Regions from separate parts of the Sus scrofa genome. Here regions 2, 3 and 4 are each linked to region 1. The links are chromatin contacts, called in public HiChIP or PLAC-seq maps. All regions are on one chromosome and are shown on one strand. The core of a region is the stretch at or near the end of the contact, and the rest is flanking DNA. Distances in the headings are between cores, read along the strand shown.

Region 1 (2,958 bases), core at 223-2,722:
CTCGTGCTCACTCCATCTCTACCCAGAGCTCCACCACTGCCTTCCGTCTCTCCTCACCTTCCACAAATGTCAGGGCAGCCTTCAGCCCTCCTTGACTTCCAGCCCTAGGCGATCTCTCGCCCGCTCCTCTGAAAGGCGCCAGCATTTGAGGTCCAATCACTCGTTAACATTTACTGCCTTGTATTGGGGTTGAATTTTGGAGTGCATGTCTCGTCTTGCCAGCCTTACCTTAGGCTCTGCAAGGGTGTGGCTCATGCCTTTTCCTCCTTCTATCCCCTCAGCTCTCAACCCAGTGAACACTCACCTCTGGGAAACTTGCTCAACTAGGAAACCAAACCAATTACCCAGAGCCCTCTAACGAATTTCTTTTTTGGAATCCTTTTTGAACCTACATGCCTGTCACTCCTCTTTCAAAGCACGTTGACCATGGTGCCTTCCTGTGATGTCATCAGGGGCTCAGTTAGCTGTGCATGGATGGTATCCAGCTGAGGTCTGGTGGCACAGATCGCTTGGCTGAACTTGGCCTTGATGAGTCATGGGGGAAAGGGGTTGGAGGGAAAGGTGAGAGGGGACTTCATTTAGGAGCAATTCATTACTCCGACCAAGGAAAATAATTTTATAAACATCTTATGGGTGATAAGTCCACACGACTCTTTGAAATCTGGGAGTACAGCAAATTTATCTTCTGAAAGAGGACTATTGCAATGTAAGCCAACACTGTTATTTCAAATATGAGAATGCCTGGTTTTTTTAAGCAGATATGTTGGACTTGCTGCCTGTGCATGTGCATAATTTGCAGGCTGCCTCTAATGGATCAAGAAAAGGAACAGGGCAACAATAGGGCTGAGCTGGTAGCTTTGCGATGGGTGTCCCCCTGGACAGGAGGCCCTAGCTTTCTCCAAGCAAGCTAGAAGGGCCCCCAAGAGTGTAAGGTCATTCCAGCTGCAGAGTGGGTAGGAAATAGTACAAAAGAAATTCCAGGGCCACCACTATCGCTTTTTAGGTAATTGAAGACTCATCAGGGCTGCTCATTAAAAATATAAATTCCCTGGTTTCTAACCTCACCCCCCGACCCCCCAGTGGTTCAGGAGGTCTATGGCAGGACTCAGGAATCCGCATTTCTACCAAAACGGCAGCACTACTGTCTTCACTCCTACAGTCGCTCTACCTTAGATGTGGCAATAATAAAGCACTAATGAGTTAATCATCTCGCTTAAAATATAGACAGGGCAGTAATTGGAGTATAATTTTGGACCAGAGACCCTCCCATCCCAGAGATGTGGGTGGCTGGCTTGGCCAAGGGAGCTCACACCAAAGGGTTTGGTGTGGGGGAGGGTTCGGGGCAGGGCCTGGAAGTGCTCCCCAACCGTGGACAAGAGAAGTATGTTGGCCACCAGCTGTTCTGGGAGAGTGACTCATCAGCCTATGTGGCAGTAACCGCGGCTGGTGGAATGAGTCCCTGGACCGTGGGGGGCGACGGGGGAGGTGACGGCTGTGGCTGGAGAGAGCAGTGCATTCCAGAGGAGAACCAGACCTCCTGCAAGGATGCCAATCTGTGCTGTCAGTCACTTTGGCAGTGATGAAGGAGGCAGAGGGAGGGACAAATGAGCGGTCTCAGCAAGACGGCAGAGGCACCATTTAGTCACTGGCATTAAAGCCCTGTGTCCACTATCCCCCGGACTCGGCCTGCCTCCTCCTCTTCCCCACCCTTCAATCTGGTCCCCTCCAGGCTTTAATGTCTTCCAGGCACCCACTCCCTTCGTGTCCCTGCTGTTACAGACATCATTCCCTGTCTGCATATTCCCCCCACGATGCCCTGAGCTCAAGACTCATCACCATCCTTCCGACAGCCACTGATGTGTTCTCTCCAAAAATGAAAATCCAAGCTTGTTGTTCGCTTGCGTAAAAGCCTCAGTGGACCTTGACCATCACTGTGCATCAGAATCACCCAGGGGCTTGTTATAAAACACAACACAGGGCCCCAGCTGGAATGTCCTTCCGTCTTCCACATTTTCCTCCTTTGCCCACTGAACTCCTGACCCTGTAGAATCTGTGATGCCTTCTCCATCCCCTCGCCCTCATCTTCACTCCACCTCCCCCACCGCCATCCCCGCGATCCTCAGCAACACACACCGAGTGCTTGCGCTGGTACATCCCATTGACAACCACAGGGGAAAAAAAAATATCCATGATGTGGGTCTCATTATTCTTCCCACCTTACAGAGATGTTGAAACCAGGGCTTGGGTAGGTTTAGAAACTTGCCCCCGTCACACAGCTAGAAAACGATGAAGCCAGGATTCAATCGTAGCAGCCTGTACCCAGCACCTGGGCTCTTAACTCCTGCAAGTACCAACTCGTCCAGATGGAATTAAGTCTTTCTTCCTCCGTGCTCTCAGAACACTCTTCTTGTCACTTCCAGATGAAAACCCACATCCAACAGGACGTAAGGTCTTGCTTCCCAGATTGAGTTCCTCAAGGGTGGGTCCTCACCTTGGTGTCCTAAGCCCAGCCCATAGAGGGAACTCCATGTGGGGTGAATGCACAACTGAATATTTCCACTAGAGTGTTGGCAAATGTAAAGTAAAACTCTTGCTGGGCCATGAGAAATGAGAACTATTTCAGAAGATCACTCAAGTTCCTTGTAATATACCAAGTCAACACGCAGGTACCATTTTACATCGGAGATTCATAGCTATCACTCTATTTCAGGAGAAACCCTAAGAAATATGAAAATTCAAAAAACGTGATTGCCATTAACTTACCATTTTGCCCATTTCCATCTTGGCTCCCCTGATTATATCTTTTAAACGTGTTCACAGTGAGTGGAGGTTTCCCCTGGAATAGCACAAAGGCAGAGGTGTCTGCACAGTAGCTTTTTTGTTTGTTTGTTTGTTTTTGCTTTTTAGGGCTGTACCCACAGCATATGGAGGTTCCCAGGCTAGGGCTCAAATCGGAGC
Region 2 (2,958 bases), core at 297-2,796, 230 kb before region 1:
TTCTGCACACTGGGTATAAAATCACATGCTATACCAACCACCTTGGGTTCTCATGATGTAAATGAGGCGTCTCCACGTGTTTTATAAACACTGCAGTGATCCTTCTGTGTCCGCACCAGACTGCAGATTCCTTAAGATCAAGGACTACATCTTGTTCATGTTTGTGTCCCCAAGGCTTGGCGTGTTGACCGGAACTGAAGAGCAGAGACACTAATTTACTCACTGTTTTCTTTCAGAAAAGTTCTGCTGGTGTCTGTTTGTTTACAAACCTCCACTCGTCAGCAGATCTTAACTGAGGACCTTCTGTGTGCTTTCTACTATCCCAGAATATTTAATTGTGGAAGAAGTACAGAGGACAAACACGGAGAAATGAAAACCCATGCGCGTGCACACACACACACACACACACACACAGAGACACACACCATGAGAGCTGTAAATGTCAGAGGTCACAAAATGGTGGCTTTAGGGCTAAATCAGCCTTTGGACATGCTTTCTTTGGCTCAAACACAAATTTTAAAAATGTAAACCAATAATTTAAAGCCCAGAGATATGAATTTTACTTTGACATTGTGAACAGCTGGTCACACCAGGCCAGGTCCCTCCACAGCTGGCAATGCAGCTACAGCTGTTTCAGGCATGTCCTCAACAGGCCACCCCAGAGGCAGCCTGTCCCTCCCTGCTATCCCCTGAACACCAGGGCAGATAGGAGCTGTCATTTGTGATCACATTTATTAAGCTTGCCCTTAGGCAGTAGCACTTACTGCAGGCCAGGTTCTAGTCTAAGCTCTTTGGCCACCTCTCCATCTAGATATCTACCTGTGAATTACAGGGAGGGAAACTAAGGCACAGTCAGCGGGGGTGGGGGTGGGGGTGGATCCAGGATTCAACCCCAGCCCTCTGGCACCCAGGTTCTTGCTCTTAATCACTCAGCAATGTCGTATCTCAGTGGGAACAGAAGGATATCACAAATCATACCTGGAGTTCCCGTCATGGCCCAGTGGTTAACGAATCTGACTAGGAACCCTGAGGTTGTGGGTTTGATCCCTGTCCTCACTCAGTGGGTTAAGGATCCGGCATTGCCATGAGCTGTGGTGTCGGTCGCAGATGCGGCTTGGATCTGGCATTGCTGTGGCTGTGGCAGGTGGCTACAGCTCCGATTGGACCCCTAGCCTGGGAACCTCCATATGCCATGGGTTCGGCCCTAGAAAAGGCAAAAAACCAAAAAAAAACCTAACTTCCGTGCAAGGTTGTGTTGGGGCCTCTTGTCCAGAACATTATCTTCTGTCTAATTAGAGAAAGATTCACAAAGGAAGTGATCTTGTAGCGTTTTAAAGGTAAAAAGAGTCATTAGTCCAGGCAGGCTCAATGCACCGTGTAGAGCCCCCACTGGAGAGCTGAGCACAGGCTTGGCTGAGCTGCGTGAGGCCACAGACCGAAAACATGAAGGGACTGAGGTGTGGCTGCCCAGACCTGGAGCTTGCATCTGATACCCCAGGAGGCTGGACTGCCCTGGGCAGGATAGGGAGGCAAGCGATAAGGTCGAAGTCCAACATGATGCGTGGTGTGACATTCTGGTGTGACATTCTGGCAGGAGTGCTGCTGAACTTCATTCATTGCTTTCACAATAGAAGCCCATCGATTTTGTAACACAGGTGTCCCTATAGTACTGGCCTGACTGTTTACTTCTGCTTCAGTCCCTGAGCATGTGAGCAAATACTTCAGGCTCTACAACGAGCAGAAACTTGAGACAGAGCTTATCTTGTAATGCAGGGTTTTGCATCATATCCAGGGTGTGGTGTTCCTTTAGGAGGCAAGTTCAATAATTACGTGTTTACAGATTGAGCAAACAGTACGTGAGCCCTGAGAGGTCTCAGGATTTATACTTGTAAGAGCCCAGTCAACGATTGTTTTTCAGCTGATCAGCATGCTTAAGGATGAAGCAAATGGTCATGATATATTCAACATGTGTGTCTGTGTGCGCACACCTGTGTTGTGTATTTACACTGAGTAGTTATGTGGCACCTTGTATTTAACCATACTTATTTACAAAATAGCCTAGGGGAGCTTGGAGATGTTAAGTGAATCAATTAAAGCTAATTCAGGCAAGCCCTGGTCATTGACCCACCCAGAGTGTCCTTTCTTGTCACATGTGACCTAGTAAAAAAAGCAGTTTGTGTTTTGGCTGTAACTTAACGATATAATGTAGTGACAAAAATGAATGTTAAAGGAATTAGGGTCACCTAAACTGCCTTCTTTAGAAAATAAGAACGCCTATGAAACAGTTACACTCTTTCTTCTCTTTCTCTCTCTCTTTTTTTTTTTTTTTTTTTGTCTTTTTACCTTTTTTGGGGCCGTTCCTGCAGCATATGGAGGCTCCCAGGCTAGGGGTCTAATCGGAGCTGCAGCCACCGGCCTACGCCAGAGACACAGCAATGCGGGATCCGAGCCACATCTGTGACCTACACCACAGCTCACGGCAACGCTGGATCCTGAACCCACTGAGCAAGGCCAGGGATCGAACCCACAACCTCATGGCTCCTAGTCGGATTCGTTAACCACTGCATCACAACAGGAACTCCACACTCTTTCTTCTCTTGCTCTGTTATTATTTCTCTCTCTAGGAGAGAGTTTGGGACCATGTTTATTACTCTGTCCTTAGCAGGGCTTGTCAACTACTGTCAGACAGCAAGTGTTTATAAGCATCGGTAATAATGAAACGCAGCCCGAACTCCTAATCTCATGCTAATCTCTGTTTCCCTGCTTTGCTGCTCTTAGATAATTTCTTTCATTTCTATTTTTGCATTTTCAAGGACCATGCAAGGCAGACTAGTTATGTGATTCAGGACTTTTAAATACATTCGAAATATGGCAGTCACTTGTTGTTCTTGATAACAAACCTAAAAGCAAGCTTTCAAGCTCTGACTTGTCCTCTCCCTCCTCATTCCAGCTACCACA
Region 3 (2,958 bases), core at 269-2,768, 180 kb before region 1:
GCTTCATTATTATTATTTCCAGCTTTCAGCGCTACACTGATGAGCATTTGTGGTCAGATTTTTCTCTCGCGCCTAGCAGGCAACATACCTTTGGGCTGGTATGTGCTTTGGGGATTCAAACTAATGTGACCACGTTAGGTTATGTAAAATGTAACTAGGAAAGCAAATGTGCTGTGAAAGCAAGCCTATGTGTTTCTCGAACTCAGAACCAATTACAAGCAATTGGGGGTTTTTCCATGTGCTTTAGACCCACAGAGAGACTCCAGGACCTCAGTTTTAATAATAATATCAACTATTTGCCTATCACAATGCAACGATCTCGATAATTGCCAAATATCTACTTTGCTACGCTGGTGAGTTCCAAACGCTCATCGTGTCCGTGGAATGGGAGCGAGTGTCAGCTTCGTTTCTGAAATTGGAAGCAGAAAGCGCTGGGGAGGGCGGGGCGGGGTGGGGTGCATGGGTGTGCACCCAGCCTGGTAATCGCCATGGTTAAGGTGTCTCAGACAACACGATAATAACCCTCTCGATAGCACTGGGGATGTGTAGCCACAATAAAAATCATATTAAAGTGGGCACCATGCCCAGACTATCAGCCTCAGATAAACAAAATTGTAAGAGAAGCATTTCAAGAGGGAACTAACTTAGGAATCAAAGAAGTTAAAACAGGCCAGAGAGGGGCTCGCTTGAGGAGGCAATGCTTTCACCTCCTGGAAAAAGCCGTGCTCAACCTAATTAAAATGCCCAATCTAATTAAACATCTAACCATAATCCCCCGGGTGACCCCTCACTCCACCCCTTCCCATTGTGAAGAGGCTAATAGGGCCGCTTAGCTGAAACATGATGGAGCAGGCGTCTATGTGAGCACACACATGTGTAATCCCTGGCCTACTGAGCTGGAGCAAAGATGCTAGTGAGCTGTGCAGTGACGGTGGTGTCTCACTCAGCAGTGATGCAGGGCATGGATTAGTGCAGAGTGGCCATCTGCTGTTGAGGAGGGTGTAGAATCTGTTCCACGGTGGCAGACAACTCCCCAGTGCTGGCCAGCTGGCTCAGAGAGGACAAAGTTGGACAGGCTAAGCCATCTCCCAGCAACTCTCTGGGGAATAACTCCAGGGCCTCTGCCTTAGGCGCCTGTGTCTGCCCCTGTCTTCTTCATGCGTCCACATACATCACAGAGCTGATGTGACACAATATACTTCAGAACATGAAGAAGAGGGAAGGAGAACATGCCACTATAAAGGCTTAAAGTTACTGGTCTTGAGCATGTGACTTGGAGTTTCCTGGTAGCCTGGGCAAAAAGAGGAAATCTGATAAATCATAGAACTCACATTATCTGGGAAAAGAAGTCAGTCAGTTTCTTAGGAAATAAAGGTTTTCTTAACCACAGTTGTAACATCTGTTTTTTTCACATTTGACTTGATAGAGAGGAGAAACTGAATTTCTCAGGGTGTACATTACGAAATGTCAAACGGCCAGAGTGCTTGGCCTGTTGACGGGCAAAGGAGCAGAACACGGATCCCCCAGTGACTAATGAGAAATAGGGAGCGCTCAGCAGTTCCCTAGTAAGATCATGGTTTGTACCTTTGCCTCTCTGCAGATCTGTATTTTCTAAAATTTCCGCCGTGAACGTGCCTGATGTTGTCATGCAAATGTGCTAGCTTGATCCATTCCTCCCCACTTCCTTCCCTGGCCGTGTATTTAGAGGGCCTTGACCCCTCCAGGCTGACGTTCTCAGGCTCCCTGTCAGCAGGGCTCTGAACTGGGTTTGACCCCCGGATGCTCTGGTGGCCGTTTGGAGAACAGGAGGGAGGGAGAAGTCTGAGTGTTTCTCCCTCCCTTGGTACTGGCATGGTACCTCTGGCAGCTGCGGCCTCTCTTCCTTGTCTCCAGCTCTCACAGGAAACCTGCCATAGTTCCCACTTCCTCTGGGTAATCCCAGGCCCAGGGCTTGGGTAGCATCACCTCCTCCCTTTGTCCCTCCAGCCTGGGAGTGGCAGCAACATCCTGCCGTGGCTAGTCTCTAGATTGCCTCACCATCCCTTGTTTAGCTTTTAAGTTTCTTTCATCTCAGTGCATTAAACTTCCTCTGTTTCAAATATTCAGCGTGGTTTCTGTCTTCCTGGTTGGGCCCTGACACAAAGAAACAAAAATGTATTGGAAACAAAAATGAATGGAGCAAACAAATTTAGAGCCTATTGCATTAGGAGTGGGTAAGCGATGAGATCCTGTTTATATAGTTCCCTACAGCACAGGGAACTCTATCTCCTCACTAGTGATGGAACATGATAGAGGATAATGTGAGAAAAATAATATGTGTATATATGTATGACCAGGTCCCTTTGCTGTACAGCACAAATTGACAGAATATTTAAATCAACTATAATGGAAAAAATTAAAATCATATAACAAAACTGAGAGGGACGTGAGTTGGAGACATAATCGAAGAAGCGAAAGCTCATGGCTACACACCCAAAGGCACATCCAGCCTTGGTGCTCACTGGTTGGAAAGGACTTCCGGGCACAGAACGGCTTTTTTAGGCACATTCACACTCAAAAATAACAATTTTAGTTAGAACGATCAGCTCCAGCAGTGAAGAATAATGACACGTAAGAGATAGAGAAAAACAAACAAACGAAACGCCATAGGATTTAGAGTCCTAAGTCATGAATTCAAGTCCTGGCTCGTGGCAGACACTGAGGTTCACTCTGCAGCCTCCATTCCATTCCTTCCATGTGCCATAGCAGCTGTGGGGTTTGGAGGAGAATGATCCAGCCTCCCACTTCTGGCTTGTGTCTTTATTTTTATTTATTTATTTTTTTAGGGCTGCACCTGTGGCATATGGAAGTTGCCAGGCTAAAGGTCGAATTGGAGCTCTAGCTGGCAGCCTATACCACAGCCACGGCAACCTGGGATCCGAGCCTCATCTGTGACCTACACCACAGCTCACGGCAACG
Region 4 (2,958 bases), core at 196-2,695, 160 kb before region 1:
TGTCTATATACCTGTACTCAATGCTGTATTTGCTGTAATAGCGAAAAACAAAAAGCATTTTGAATGTTTAGGACAGAGAGACAATAAAATAAACCAAGATATCAATACAGTGAAATATTACACATCTTTTGTAAGAAACACGTATGATAAATCTTTAGAACTGTGGTGGCCAATACTGGATTCACTTAGCCACAAGCGGGTGTCTAAATTTGCATTTAAATGAATTAAAATAAAATAAGACAAAAATTGAGTTCTGCAGTTACACTAGCTCCACTCTAAGTGCTTAAGAGCCACGTAGGGCCAGTGGCTACTGTTAAAGTACCATTAAAGTATTGAATATTGTCATTATCACAGGAAGTTCTATTGGACAGTGATGGTCCAGAATGTTGGAAAAAGTGTTTGCAGATGATTGTTCAAATGAAACAAAAGTAGAATGAGAAGCACACACACTGATTATACCTACATAAAAATCATATACATGCCTGGATACAGATTAGTTAAGGAGGAATTAAAATTATTTCCACAAGAGAAATAAATACACCAGGTGGAATTAAAAGTAACATTTAGGTCTAGCATTCGATAAAAAATACATGGAATTTTGTAAAACACTCCTTTTTTTTTTTTTTTTTTTTTTCTTTTTCGTTTTACAGCTCACCTGTGGCATATGGAAGTTCCCAGGCTAGGGGTCGAATCAGAGCTGTGCCTGGAAGCCTACACCACGGCCACAGCAACAAGGAATCCAAGCCACATCTGTGACTTAGCCAAAGCTTGAAGCAATGACAGATCCTTAATCCACTGAGTGAGGCCAGGGATTGATCCCGAATCTTCATGGAGAAAACATGGGGGTCTTAACCCACTGAGCCACTGTAGGAACTCCGGAAAACACTCTTTGGAAAGCCAATTGTACATGCTGCTCCTGGGCTAAACATGAGAAGCTATAGATGTGGCATCAGAACCTGGGAGAGTAAGATTCTAATGCTGGCCCTGCGACTAAAACAGCCCTATGATGTCATGGAAGACACAGCAGGTCTCCTGGCCTCTTTCATCAGTTGCTCTCTAAGACCTCTTCTGGCTTAAAGGGATGGTTGTGTTTGCCTTCATGGAGGACACGTGTTCAAGGGGCCTGTTATGCTCATCCTCGGGAGGCTATAGGAATAGAGGGATGGGGTGAGTTTTCGGGAAGTGGGGAAATTCAGCAGAGTCTGGGGATACCCGTGGATCCCACGGACAAAGGAAGACAAGTAGAAGGGCTTCCTAAGGATGGAGAAGCTGGTCAGCTACAAAATGGGGGATTCGAAATCCAGACACTAAAGACCTATTAGAAAAATTACATCTGTTTTTAATAAATGTTAGAGGTTACTTTGATCAGAACCTAAGTGAAACTGCAAACTCAGCTGAGAAAATCCCAGTTCTGTCTGGTTCCTCAGAAACTCCGCCCCCTCTTTTTCCGGCCAGCCCGCTCTCTAGTTACAAGTGGTTCACCAAACACCCTCCCACTGGCTGGCTAGTAACACTCCTGGGTAGGGCAATTCCTCCATTTGTTCAACTACTTCTCTGATGTCAGATCATAAAATCATACTTCTTGAAAATCACTTATTCTTGAACATTTCCTCCCTGAATTGATTTTACAGTTATAGCATTTTATCTAAACTGTTTCATACTTCTTTTTAAACTTGGACGTTAGGTAGCGTTTCATCCCATTTCCCTCTTTGTGTATTTTGCTATTAAACATCACACAGAGAAATGCGTCTACTGAATAAGGGATGTTATCCTCCACCTGTATGCGTTTGTAACAACTACACACTCACACACCTTTGAGATGTATGTACGCTGTGGGGCACTTTCCTGTTTACACTTTCATTGCACATTTAAACAAAGCAAACGAACTGAATCTGTACCTTTAGAAACCCTTTTTGGTGCAAAAAAAAAAAAAATGCACGAGTTGGTGCATATATATGTGTTTGATCTACACATTCATTGAATAATGAGTCACTTATTATATGGGAGATCAAAGTTGAAACATACACACATCGTCCTATGGAGCTGCTAATCAAATAGACATACACTGGGATCATTTCTGAATAGCTCCCAAGTTAGAAGAAAATTAGATCATCCAAATATATTTTAAAGCCAGTGGCTCAGAACCCAAAAGGTTTTTTTCCTTATAAAAATTATACAATTTTTTGGAGTTCCCGTCGTGGCACAGTGGTTAACGAATCCAACTAGGAACCAAGAGGTTACAGGTTCGATCCCTGGCCTTGCTCAGTGGGTTAAGGATCTGGCATTGCCATGAGCTGTGGTGTAGGTTGCAGACGCAGCTCAGATCCCACGTTGCTGTGGCTCTGGTGTAGGCCAGCAGCTATAGCTCCCATTAGACCCCTAGCCTGGGAACCTCCATATGCCATGGGAAGCGGCCCAAGAAAAGGCAAAAAGACAAAATAAATAAATAAATAATAAAATAAAAATTATCCAATTTTGATAGTTTTCAAGTCTCCCACAAATGACTGAATGCATACTGTACCCTGAGGGTAACTATATGTAGCGTTATTTAATTCTGTTTACCAGTATATTTATGGCCTACCTTGTGAGAAACCAGAATACAAAGACGAGTAAGGCATATTTCTTGCTCGCAAGCAGCGGGTAGTCTGGTAGGGAAAGCAAACCAGTAAACACGAAACTGCTTGCGGGCACAATGGGTGCTAAGAGGGTCCAGGAAACTTCATGGAGAGCACTGATACCAACCTGCCAAGTTCACGGGCACCATTGCTTAGGATCAAAACGGAGGCCTGGAGCGCAGTTTCCACTGACAGAGCACTGGTGGTAGAAGAGGAAGGATCCGCCTCTTCCGATCTGCTGATCAGGCTGTTCTGAAGCATGAGTTCCAAGGTAGTAAGATCATCGTTCAAAGCAAAGGCTTCAGGACCTGTCAAAGCAGGACTTCCTGCCAGTGCCTCTCTG

What was found. HiChIP or PLAC-seq counts read pairs in DNA pulled down with a chosen protein or histone mark.
Region 2: an H3K27ac HiChIP or PLAC-seq map of alveolar macrophages shows a contact between it and region 1. The contact joins two enhancer-like sites. A contact is called at or near these places in 2 of 47 Hi-C or Micro-C datasets (alveolar macrophages and liver) and 2 of 2 datasets of contacts at active chromatin or transcription factors (alveolar macrophages and skeletal muscle).
Region 3: an H3K27ac HiChIP or PLAC-seq map of alveolar macrophages shows a contact between it and region 1. The contact joins two enhancer-like sites. A contact is called at or near these places in 2 of 47 Hi-C or Micro-C datasets (embryonic fibroblasts and fetal heart ventricle) and 2 of 2 datasets of contacts at active chromatin or transcription factors (alveolar macrophages and skeletal muscle).
Region 4: a contact with region 1 is called in an H3K27ac HiChIP or PLAC-seq map of alveolar macrophages. The contact joins two enhancer-like sites. A contact is called at or near these places in 4 of 47 Hi-C or Micro-C datasets (blood, embryonic fibroblasts and liver) and 2 of 2 datasets of contacts at active chromatin or transcription factors (alveolar macrophages and skeletal muscle).

What each region holds. Positions count from the first base shown.
Region 1 is chr8:29,758,700-29,761,657 of Sscrofa11.1, reverse strand. LOC106504622 (a long non-coding RNA gene) reads right to left here. Exons shown (of 3, transcript XR_002346602.1): 2 at 2,764-2,836. Among named protein-coding and RNA genes, the nearest start is that of MIR9840, 210 kb to the right of the region's middle. Within about 2 kb of position 1,472, at least 17 of the 83 cell types and tissues checked have an H3K27ac peak or open chromatin away from gene starts, as enhancers often do. A contact at or near this core is called in alveolar macrophages and skeletal muscle, where this site is marked.
Region 2 is chr8:29,988,354-29,991,311 of Sscrofa11.1, reverse strand. All of the region lies in intron 2 of LOC100510918 (a long non-coding RNA gene), which reads left to right. Among named protein-coding and RNA genes, the nearest start is that of KLF3, 35 kb to the left of the region's middle. Within about 2 kb of position 1,546, at least 11 of the 83 cell types and tissues checked have an H3K27ac peak or open chromatin away from gene starts, as enhancers often do. A contact at or near this core is called in alveolar macrophages, where this site is marked.
Region 3 is chr8:29,938,166-29,941,123 of Sscrofa11.1, reverse strand. The region is part of intron 2 of LOC100510918 (a long non-coding RNA gene); the gene reads left to right. Among named protein-coding and RNA genes, the nearest start is that of KLF3, 85 kb to the left of the region's middle. Within about 2 kb of position 1,518, at least 17 of the 83 cell types and tissues checked have an H3K27ac peak or open chromatin away from gene starts, as enhancers often do. A contact at or near this core is called in alveolar macrophages, where this site is marked.
Region 4 is chr8:29,916,483-29,919,440 of Sscrofa11.1, reverse strand. All of the region lies in intron 2 of LOC100510918 (a long non-coding RNA gene), which reads left to right. Among named protein-coding and RNA genes, the nearest start is that of KLF3, 110 kb to the left of the region's middle. Within about 2 kb of position 1,445, at least 16 of the 83 cell types and tissues checked have an H3K27ac peak or open chromatin away from gene starts, as enhancers often do. A contact at or near this core is called in alveolar macrophages and skeletal muscle, where this site is marked.